Linked DNA regions of Ovis aries: regions 1 and 2 are each linked to region 3. A link is a contact called in public Hi-C data. All regions are on one chromosome and are shown on one strand. The core of a region is the stretch at or near the end of the contact, and the rest is flanking DNA. Distances in the headings are between cores, read along the strand shown.

What was found. A called contact is a pair of places that touch in the nucleus more often than the background predicts.
Region 1: a contact with region 3 is called in a Hi-C map of liver, with 3 times the contacts expected there. The contact joins the promoter of GADD45A here to the enhancer-like site in region 3. A contact is called at or near these places in 5 of 16 Hi-C or Micro-C datasets (liver, muscle, skin fibroblasts and 1 more).
Region 2: a contact with region 3 is called in a Hi-C map of liver, with 8 times the contacts expected there. The contact joins two enhancer-like sites. A contact is called at or near these places in 14 of 16 Hi-C or Micro-C datasets (blood, hypothalamus, liver and 6 more).

The regions. Positions count from the first base shown.
Region 1 is chr1:43,322,124-43,326,128 of ARS-UI_Ramb_v3.0, forward strand. GADD45A (growth arrest and DNA damage inducible alpha) reads left to right here and starts at 2,728. Exons shown (of 4, transcript XM_004002064.4): 1 at 2,728-3,000; 2 at 3,532-3,633; 3 at 3,881-4,005. The coding sequence starts at 2,957. All of the region lies in intron 3 of LOC132659276 (a long non-coding RNA gene), which reads right to left.
Region 2 is chr1:43,403,331-43,407,148 of ARS-UI_Ramb_v3.0, forward strand. The region is part of intron 2 of GNG12 (G protein subunit gamma 12); the gene reads right to left. Among named protein-coding and RNA genes, the nearest start is that of GNG12, 76 kb to the right of the region's middle. Within about 2 kb of position 1,576, at least 3 of the 54 cell types and tissues checked have an H3K27ac peak or open chromatin away from gene starts, as enhancers often do. A contact at or near this core is called in liver, where this site is marked.
Region 3 is chr1:43,184,150-43,187,874 of ARS-UI_Ramb_v3.0, forward strand. The region is part of intron 3 of LOC132659276 (a long non-coding RNA gene); the gene reads right to left. Among named protein-coding and RNA genes, the nearest start is that of SERBP1, 110 kb to the left of the region's middle. Within about 2 kb of position 1,517, at least 3 of the 54 cell types and tissues checked have an H3K27ac peak or open chromatin away from gene starts, as enhancers often do. A contact at or near this core is called in liver, where this site is marked.

The sequences.
Region 1 (4,005 bases), core at 1,478-3,977, 140 kb after region 3:
TTTAAATGATTATATATATTGGAATTATATTTTAATACAGATTATTTTTAGAATATATGAAAAATGTATATATACACATATGTACCTATCTAGGGCTATTCCTGTAATTTATCATTGGATACCATCCTCCCCAGGGACAAATAAGCATTTATGAACAGTATCATCTAAATGCATCCTAATATATAACTGCAATCTAGTGGCAGACAAATGCAGCTCCTACTTCCAGTGTGAAACACCAAAATAATCAGTGATGAAACAGTCTAGGCAGACTCAGCAATGAGGCAAAATGGTGTAACATATCTGAGTCAGAAAGTATGACAGATGAATATTTTTGAATACTGGAAGGCTAGGCTTATCTCACAGAGAACAACCCCATAGCACTTGAACAAATCACTTTCCCTTGAAATCAAATAAAGAATGCAGTGTACTTGTTGAGTGAGAAACTGGGCCTATATTAAGAAGTAATCTTTTTATACCACATTTTTACTTATTATAATTGACCTTGGTGGGGTATTATCAGGGCTGTGGTTCACTTGAATTGGAATAACAATACATGGGTTCTACTGTCCTACAGTTTCCGTTCAGATGACTAAAGTCATGGGACTTTCAGCATAGCTGGCTGATGACAGTGCATAGTATTTTGTCCCCAAACCCAGTTCAAGCATGGGCATAATAATTAGATGGTAAGCCCTTTAAAGGCAGAGGGCCAGGAATTGTACAGTTCTTGGTATATTGTAGGACAGCAAAAAAGTTTTTTTGAACTAAAATTAAATGTGGAATATCTTAGAATTCATGCATTGCACAGGACTGCAGTATTCTGAGATCTTATTGTTCAATTCAGATTCTACTTAACTCAGTGAACACTGGCCATGCTTCCACCAAATGCAGAAATTGTGGTAGGTGCCAAGAATACCACGTTGATGAAGTCACACTCCCTGCTGTCAAGAAACTCACTCGATTTCCTAATTTGCTGTCAGTTTACAGTGATCATACTTCTTCCAAGGAACCTCTAAGAAATACCTAGTGAGTAGAACCTTGGAGTTCCACAGAACAGAGTTCAACAGTCTCCAAATGATGACTCAGGCCAGATTGCATAATTCAGGTTTTGTTTGCAAAACTGAAAATGCTTCAGCACCTACCTAAATTCCAATTTAAAGGAATTCTTTAAAAGACGCTACATGTTAGAATTTAAGGTATGGATATGAAACATACATTTCTGGGTAAATGACCCACAGACCAGCACCATTCCTTTAGTCAAAACTTGTCCCTTGCTGACAATGCAGTTAAGAGATGAAGTGCAAAATGGCAGCTCAAATAAATGAGCCAGAAAACCTGACCTATCACTTTTCTTTTCCTCTAAATTAAGATCAAGAAAGCTGAAGAATATTTTGTCTAGAATGATATGAACATACGGGTACAAAAACTCCCTTGTAACTTAGCAGAAAATTACTTCTGTGACCTTTGTCTGTACAGTGACCTTAAAAATGCAAGCATTGTTTTGAAAGCAAGCATATGGGAGTATTTTTTTTTCTTTTTTTACCACTTTTGGTGACTTCAGTAGGTTTAACACATATTTTTGCATTTATTGCATAAACTCATGATACAAAGAACTTTCAACCGATTCAAACTCTACATTCAATTTTGTTTTTCAAAAATGTAGAACTACTACTTTCTTTCCACCCACAGATTGCCATTATCTCAAAGGTGAAATTTTAGCCTATGACTAAAAGGACCTATAGCGGCAACTTCATGATTCAGCAACTAACATCAATAATTCACAGTGAGATCATAGGCCCCCTGTGGAAGGTAGTGACATACTTGCCTTATGAAAGGAAGCTGAGGGCATATCCAGAGCATTTTGAGTTTAGATGTGTGCCTTGTGTGGGTGTCAGACTTTTGTCTCTTAGCTGGTGCCCTGCAGAAGGATCCTCCTTTGGGAAAGGCTGAGAAAGGTGAATTGGGGTTGTGAGGCTAGGATAAAATGGTTATACATGTAGTAACCAGCTCCTCCTGAACTCAGTTTTCCACAGTTACCCTGGGCAGGTGGGAAGTCTTTCTGCTTTCTGCATAAAAGATTCCAACTTGGTTTCCTGCCACCACCAAACACAAATGTGTTGATTTTTCTTTTTTGAGCTTCCAACCCTTGCAAGTTTCCAAAAATAAATCAAACCAGCCATCAGGGCACCGAAATAATACTACTACTAATAAGCAGCTTTGCTTAGACTTACATAAACAACACTTCTGAGGTAAACTTTGCCCCAGAAGTCTGGATACACTCTTTTTATATAACCTGCGTACTAATAATTACTAGACTTGGGTGCATTAACCCTGAAAATAGATGTTAATAGCAGCCCCCCAAAACAAAAGACTTGAAACGACAATTAAAAAAAAAAAAGCGCACCAGCAAGAAAAACACTTGGCAGCCAGCTCCAGCCCAAGCTGAAGACACCCTCCTTTCCCCGCCCCCCTACGAAGATCTCCGCTCCTACCCGCCCCGCCTACCGGGTGAGAGTAGGCTCGGAACCCCGCCCGCCCGCGCCCCCTAGGCTCTTTTTCCTCCTGGCCCCTCCCTCTTCCGCTCCTCTCCGCCTGGTTCCTGGAGCTGAGGTCAAATTGTCTGAACAGGCTGATTTGCATAGCCCAATGGCTGCGCGTATGCAAATGAAGAGGATGGTGGTTGGCTGGGGGTTGGCAGGATAACTCCTGGGAGCGGGGCCTTTGTCCTTCAGTGGCTGTGGGGCAGCTGTGGAGTTAGTGTCGTGGTTAGCGGCGAGTGGGCTGCTGAGAGCCGACTAACGAGCAAGCGAGCGAGCGGGGCGGGAGGGGCGGACGGCGCGGTGGTGGCGGGCGCTGGAGGAGCCTGCAGGGGAGTGTGGAAAGCAGGCGCCCGCGCGCCGCCGGTGGCAGGAGCAGCTCGCACGCCGCTCTCTCTCTGTGGGCGACCTGCAGTTGCAATATGACTTTGGAGGAATTCTCGGCTGGAGAGCAAAAGACCGAAAGGTAAGTCGGCCAGAGCCTCTGCCAGAACTCTGCTTGCCTCCTGCGCGCACTCCGGTGCTGCTGGGCTATGCAAGGTTAATGGGGAGCGAGTGGTTCAAAGTTTGCAGCGGGTACCTCCTATCCCGCCTTTCTTCCTCTGGAACACTCCGGAGGCGCGCGTGGACGGGAAGAGCGTACCCCGCACGCCGGTCGAGCCCCTCGAGGCTTTGCAAACGGCAGACGTGACCGTCCCTGCCCGTGCAGCTCTTGCGGCCGACAGCCTGTGGCTGCACCCAGCGCCAAGGACTAGTAGAGCACTAGGGAAAGGGTGGCGGATGTCACTCTCGGGGCTGCTCACAGGATGCCGGGCCTCTGGGCGTAAGGGTTATGGGGGGAAGGGGATGATATCCCAGGGAGTCCTGGTTTGCAAAAGGTCGAGGGGCGCTATTGCGCGTGCCCTCGGTTGGGAGGGTCGCGGTGCAGGGCGAGGAGGCGGCGACTACCCGGAGGGGCTTAGTGTGACGGGATCCCCTTGCTTCTTCCCGCGTGTAGGATGGATAAGGTGGGGGATGCCCTCGAGGAAGTGCTCAGCAAAGCCCTGAGTCAGCGCACCATCACCGTCGGGGTGTACGAGGCGGCCAAGCTGCTCAACGTGTAAGTGGAGCCCTCGCGTGACCCTCTTGGTTCTCCTGTTCGCCCTAGCCAGAGAAGGTCGCTTTCACTGGTCTCCCCTCGCCCTGCAGCGCCACTTCCTGCCGCGTGCCATCTGTCCCGTGGCTACTTGTCCCAGGGGGAGTGAGCGGACCCGGGCGCGACCCCTGACACCTGGGCGGGGGGTGCAGGCTGCCACGCGGCGGGGCTTGCCTTTGGGCTCACCAGCCCGTTCGTTCCCTGCCCGCAGCGACCCGGATAACGTGGTGCTGTGCCTGCTGGCGGCGGACGAGGACGACGACAGGGACGTGGCTCTGCAGATCCACTTCACCCTGATCCAGGCATTCTGCTGCGAGAATGATATCGACATCCTGC
Region 2 (3,818 bases), core at 326-2,825, 220 kb after region 3:
CTCGGGGTGCTGTGGTCTTTGCTCAAAGAATAATGGCTCTGAACACCAGGCCTCTCATCTTTTGAGTTCAGGATGGGGAATGGGTTTGAGCTGGAGGCAACAACATGGTATACCCATGTGGCTTAAAATTTCCATTCGGTTGTAAAACACTGTATAAGAATGAGATATGAAAATCTGATACTTTAAAAGAAGAAGGGGAGCCCTGTTGGACCTGGTGTGTATATGTGTATGTACTGATGTAAACGTGTGCACACATGCATGTGTGTGTGATGTCATGCCTCCTCATTCACACTGATCCCACAGTTTCGTGTGCACAACGATGGTTCTGGTCCCAACAAGGTGACCCAGCTCAAGCCTCTTTGACCCTCAGTTTTTTTTGAAGGTCCCACGAAAGGGCTGGACCTCAGAATCTCTAAAAATCAAACACCTGCCTTGAATTTCCAACTTCTGGCAGCAAAAGGGTTTGGTAAATTAAGAGTCGTGGATAATGAGCATAGGGATAATCTGATGATGACTTTGAGGGTGATGATCCTGTAGCTCAGAGCCTCTCAAGCAGCACCCCTGGGTTAAGGTTCAGGTGTGCCCCAGCCCCAGGTGGCCGAGCAGGGCCTGACTGTCCAGAGTCTGGAGCTGTGGGCATCTTTCTCCCTACCCTGATACGATGTTCCTACGTGAGAACAGGCAGGAAGTGCTGCCCCAGACAGGAGAGAGGAAAACACCCACAGGAGCCCAGCATCGCCTCTGGCCTCACTTCCACTTCCCCTGCCTCACGCGTGTCCGGTAGCTCTGTTAATGACACAGCAGACATCCACCCACTTCCAACTGCACCTTGGAAAGGTGAGCGAAGGACCAACATGGCCAGAAGGTGACAGGTGGTGGAGACAAGGGAGCAATGACAAATGGGAGCCTTTCTACCTGTGCTCTCAAACTTCCGCCTCTGCCTGCTTGGGGACCTTGCTCTGTGGACTGTCACCTCCCATTCAACAGTTCCAAACTCTCTGTCTCCTGTGACATGCATAATTTTTGTTACAATGGAAAAAAAAAAAAATCTGTTTTAAGGGAGAAATATTCAGAGACAGAAGCATTGCTTTCCTTGAAAAGATTGAACCTGAGGCCTACAGTTCACCTCCCACCGCTGCCCTCAGAGATGCCGAGAAGTTCTGAGAAGATGCAAGACGGCACAGTTCACGTACAGAGAAGCGGCAGCAGACGGAGGCTTCCAGAAACAAGTCTCCGTGCTCAGAGTCACAGGTCAGAGGAGGAGGTTTTAGTCTAACTTCTTTTGGGCTTCCTATTTCAGTGACACACACATAAAAAAACAAGCAGCCGAACCCTTGGGACTGAATTATTATACCCAGAGCATGACTGAAGAGACCCAGGTCCTTTCCTTTCTCAGACCTCACTGGCACCATGACAGTAAAAAAGACTGCCTGGTCTCAGCGGCCAGCTCAGCAACGGAGGCAGCAGGCCCCCTCTGCTGCTCACATCCCCCAGCACCAGCCAGGTGTCATGACAGGGCAGCAGGCCCGCTTGGGTGCCCTAAGCACACACTGACGGCTTGGTGTGCAGGGCTGGCTTGACACCCTGCAACCCTCTGGCCTTTTGAAGCTAATATGTGGCTGGACACCACTCAGCAGAACAAACAAGCCCAAGAAACGCTTGCCAGAAAAGTGTGAAGCAGATAAAGTTCTCTGAGATGCTCCCTGCGGAAGAGTTTCCTGGAAACATTTGTCACGATGACAGACTTTTCCTGACTGTTCCAATGGAAGAATATCCTATTACTGACAAAAAGTCAGGAGCAAAATTCAGCACATGGAGCGGCATATATACCCCATAATGGAGGCCAATGTGGTTTTTGGGTGGGAGTGTGAAGACCGGTATAGTTCTTCCTTAAGGAGTCTTCTCTGTGTTGGCTAATTATAGTCTGAGTGGAATAGTTCAACTCAGCAAACACTTATCAAGCTCTTACTGCATACAATGTACTGTGGGAGGCAGCATAGTGCAATGGTAAACAAACCAACAACTTTGGAATCCGTGGGTTGGGGTTTGTATTCTGACTTCCATTCACTCCCTATGTGACCTTGGCAAGGTTATATAACCTCTCTGTACCTGTTGCCTTCTCTGTAAAATGAAGGTAATAATAGCCTCTGACTTAGAGGAGGATTGTAAGTATGGTACTTAAAGCACTTAGAGTAACTTTTGATCTCTAGTAAGTAGGCAATATCTGTTTGCTATTATTATTATCGTCTTTGCACCTCAATTTCCTTATCAGTAAAATGGGCATGATAACCCAACCAGCCTCATAGGGTTGCTATAAGGATTAAATAGAATAATGAAATGTATGGTGTTTAGCACAATACTTTGCACATAGTAAGTTATGTAACAAATGCTAGTCACTGTTATTCCTAGGAGATTCTCCCCAAACTATTTTAAAAATAAGACACTCAGATCTGAATAAAAGTCCAGGAAACAAATTCTTTCTTTGAACAACTTGAGCAAAGGGCGTTTTGTCACTATCCCCCATCATCCCCTTCCCCTCTGAGTTCCACTTATGCACAAAACACTGTGCTTTGTGCTGAGTAAGCACCACAGGGACTCTCTCAGGAGTCCTGATGTCCCTCCAAATATTTTAGGCTTCCCTTTAACTTGATACTGACATGCCATCCACTTTTCCATTTAAGGGAATATTTTAAATTCTGGCTTTGTGAAACAGGGAGCAAGGCACAGACTTCTCCTGCAAAGGCTTCTCAAGCCCATCTACTTGGCTTGGCAGGGAACACAAAAGTGGTATCAAAACTAGACTCATCGCTACTAACCTTGCAGAGCACCTCCCCACCCTGGAGAAGTGCTGAGCATGTTATATGCATGACATCACTGAAACAAGGGCCCCAGGGAAGTTTCAGGATGTCTAGTTGGTAGGAGCAGAGCTAACCCACACTTGGCTCCTAAGTCCATGCACACAAACCCTGGGATCCCTGCCTCCTTCTCAAGGCAAGCCTCCCACCTCATCCAAGAGTATAAGGGTATCAGATCACTCCTACTGTTCTCTTGGTAGGGCAATCAATCCGATTTTTTTCCTTCCCCCTTTGTCTGCTATTTGGCCAACCCCGCCACCTAGTGGCCCTTCAAGCACACAACCACAGGTCTTTGTGAAAAGCCCGCAGACGACACCCATTCTCACAACAGGGGGTACCTGATGATCAAATCCAAGGTGCGCAGAGAAATGAAGCCCAGAAAAATGAAGCAGGTTGCCTCAAGTTAAAGGGAAAGGCGCCTGCACCCTAGAATCAGGACATGGTTCTGATTCAGACTGCCTAAATCCTATCTTCAGCAAGATGCTTCCTTCAATTATTCAACAAATGCAGGTTGGACACCTACTGTGTGCTCATCACTGTGCCAGATAGTGGGGACAGGACAATAAGCAAAGAGGACAAGTCTATCTTCATAGTCCAATGGGACAGGAAGATAATAAAACTGAGAACGTGACAACACTAGTTAATAGAAATGAAGGGTTTACTCTGCGATTACTACTCTTGCTTTAAAAATGAATGAAAAGACATGAAAGCTGTGGTTAATAAGCCTTTGCAAGGTTCATTATACCTTTCTAAGCTTATGAAAAGGAGCTTGTTGGACTAGATGCTAAAAAATTTCTAAGGCCTCTTTCCAGCTCTGTTTCTCTTTACTTCTAGGACCTTTGGGGTAAAGTTTAGATTAGAAGGCAGGTCACTTGACCAAGAATCCAGTGCTTTCTCTTCATGTACTGTGCTAACCAATGCTTATTAATAATAACTGGTAGGAATCAAACCGGAGAAGGTGAT
Region 3 (3,725 bases), core at 267-2,766:
CACACATACACACATATATATAATTGTCATATTATGTGCCATATTATTCAAAAATTTAACTACACAACTGTGGAATGAGAAGATATGTGACCACACTGGAACTTGGGAAAGCAACTCAAGGTGTCAGGCAAATAGAACCATATTTCTTGTTAGAAGGCAAATTTTTATGTCCACCAAGACAAGCTCATTCTTTTGCTTCTGGACTTCATTAACAGAAGTATAATGTCCCAAAGGAGAGAAGTGATTATCTGATATACTTCTAAGAGCAAGAGTATTTCGTTCTGGGCAGCACACTTTGAAACCAAAGACAAAAGAGATGGTTTTTAGAAGAAAATGCCCTGAGGGGTGAGAGGGTTCAGGACCAACCCATGCCAGAGAAGATGGGAGATGCGTGGAGGGGCAGTCAGGCTGTGGGGGGAGATGCGCAGGCTGTCCCTGTGGAGGAGGCTGTGTGACTCTGTGGGCGGGACTCTTGCACGGGGCAATTGTGGTAGATCTGTGTGGCGTTGGCCTGTGTGGTGTCTTCTTCCTTTCTTCTTGTCACAGAACCCACGTCTTGTTCATGGAACCGTCCCTCCCCTTCTCTTGGCCCTCATGTGTTGGCGGATGACTCCATCCCTTCATCCAGGTGATTGTATGATTCTGGCCTAAGAGAATCAGCCTACCCCCTCTTCCCTGCCCACAGTGACTGATCCAAGAGTCAGCTTGTGACCCAGATCCGTTCAATGAGAAGTACATTTTGAACTTCTAGGGAGTTGCTGAGGAAAAGCTTCTCCCCCCACTGGATGTGAGGCTGCACAGATGTGTCTAAAAGTGAGGTCGCGACAAAGCCACACACAACCAAGAGAAGGGGTGACAGGAAGCCCTGGCTCACTCCTCCAGGGCCCCTGGGGCTAGCCGTGCCTGATGTCCTCTAGACCTGCCAGTTAGGAGGGCCAGCAGGCCACACTTTTGTTCCCTGGAAGGCGAACTCTGAGGCAGAGCTTAGGGTATAGGGTGTTCATTAAGGAGTGTCCTAGGGATGAATGTTTTGAGGAAGGGAGCAGAGGCGGGGACTCAAGTCAAATGCAGTTCTGACGACAGCTTCGGCCAAGCCCAGGGTGAGACCTAGGTGGCGATGACCCAGACATCTGTGCCCCGGAATCGATTAGTCATTGGCTGTGGGTTGTCCCAAGAAGACAGTTCCAGGGAAGCAGTCCCTGAAGGGGTTGCCAGTTAAAGCTTGCCTGCTGGCAGCTGTCCAGAAGCTGGTGCTAAAAGTCCTTTGTCTGGGTGGCACATCAGAGGCTTACTGCACGGAGGATTCCTTATTTATTTGTTAATTTATTTTTTGCTAATGACAGGTTCAGTTTTGCTTTTCTGTCACTGGCCATTAAAGAATATAATAGGAAACATTTTTCTAAAATTCAGAGCTGTCCATATATGTAAAGGGCTGACTTTGGGTGGGGAGTAGTTGGCTCCCTGTCACCAGAGGTGTTCAGACCACTTTGAAAGGGAAGCTTCATCTGCTGGAGGGAAATGTGAGCTGGATGACCTTCCAGGCTAAGATTACATGACTCCAGGTTCTCTGGAAAACAAGCTGAAAGAGATTCTGGTTATTTGTACTGCACGGACACGTGGACACCACGTGGACACCACATGGATATCCGGAGCACCTCATACCAAATCATAGCAAATCAGACTTCTCCTAGCTAATCTTGCTTGACTGCAGACTTAGAGGAATCTATTTGTGAAATATTGCTTGTTTTGCCAAAGAAAGGAAAGACACTTTCTTTCTTTGTCATAAGAAGGAATCCTAAAGGAGCATCTTTTTTAAAAATAATTTATATATTTTTTGGCTGTGCTGGGTCTTCATGGCTGCGCTGGGGCTTCATGGCTTGCAGGCTTTTCTCTGGTTGTGGCGAGTGGGGGCTACTTTTTGTCGCAGTGCGTGGGCCTCTCATTGCAGTGGCTTCTCTCGTTGCAGAGCGCAGACTCTAGGGCCCGTGCACTTCAGTGCTGGTGGCACGTGGGCTCAGTAGTTGTGGTGCCCAGGCTCTAGAGCATAGGCTCGACTGTTGTGGCACATGGCTTAGTGGCTCCGCAGCATGTGAGCATCTTCCTGGACCAGGGATCGAACCCCCGTCTTCTGCATTGGCAGATGGATTCTTTACCACTTGAGGCATCAGGGAAGCCCCTAAAGGACCATCTTAACTGACTCTACCACAGACAGAGATTTTCACTTGTCACACCCCAGAAGCCAGGTGCCATCCTGAATTAACATGATCTTGGAGCCACTCATCAAGTTTTCCTCCCTCTATTTCTGTCCGTTTCTGAGTTCATATTTGTCCTTGTCTCGAGCCTCTGGCCTCTTGAGTCACTGCATGGCTACCCAAGTCATCCTGCACCGGCTGCTTGCTAGGCTGCCTGTCCTTTACTGCCAAGCCCTCAGCCTCACACACCCCTCTGGGCCTCCCTGCTGCGAACACTGTTTAGGTCCTTAGGCTCCTGAGCTCCGGGCATCCAGCTCATGTCTAACTGGTGGAACATCCACTCCCTGATGTGGCTTCCTCTGCTCCGGCTCCTTCTCCAGCCCTGCAGTCTGAGCTTCAGCTGAGTGTCTGCAACTTTGGCAGAGAGAAGAGAATGCATCCTATATGTGGAATGAGGAAAGGGCTCTAGGCTAGGTGCCTGGAGAACCAGAGTTTGAGCCCCCATGGGCTGAGACACTCATGTGGATCACTCTGTGTCCTTGAGCTCTAAGTCCTGTAAAGCAGGTCTGACCCACCTCACAAAGCTATGGTGAGAATAACCATAATCCTGCCAACCAGGATTGTACTTTTACCACATGTTGGGCATTCAGTTTAGCACTTACTGTCCTTCTTAATTCTCCCAAAACAACACTTTGAGGATGGCACTTGTATCTCAGTTTTACACCTGAGAAAATGGAAGCTCAGGGAGGCTAAGCAATCTACCCAAGGTCACACAGCAAGGCTAAAATTTGAGCCCTAGTCTGTCAATTATAAAACTCTCGCCACTGACACACCTCCCTATAAGGTGTTCAGTTTAGTCACTCAGTCATGTCCGGCTCTTTGTGACCCCAATGAGGACCACAGAAATGCTTTATAGTAGTAAGAAATCTTTTCTGCACATCGGTATTTATTATTATTTCTAAATCACCCATGAATCTCTATGGGTCTCAAAGGCACAAGGACCCTCTATTAGGGATGGTGCTGACACGTTTGTGGGCAGATTGCAGAGAGAACCATCTGCAGGTAACAATCATTCACATCTCTAATTTCTTCAGCCTCAAGAAATACACAGTTAGAAAAAGAGAGGTTTGGGAGGCGGGGAAGACTTTTTGCTACTGAAATAGACTGGAACATTTGAACCCAGAGCTTGATCCCAAGATCAACTTTGAAATAACAAAGGCTTGGCTGGGATCAAAATGATTAGTATCTTTGCACTGTACAAATATGCCCCTGGCTACCACAGCCCTCACCCTGCGATAAGACCTCTCCGGGAACCATAACCTGTGGTCCTGTGTGGGGCTGGAAGCCCTACCACCTCCATGCTGGTTGCAGCCCTGGCCTGGGAACAGAAAAGCAGATGCTGGGAGAACATTTGATCCCACTCATCCAAACACTGCATTCATGGCTGGCTGGAAAGATGAGGGCTGGAGTTGCTGGATGAGCTGCTGGAGATCGGCAACTCCCAGCTGCTGTGCCAGCTATAGACTCCCAGTC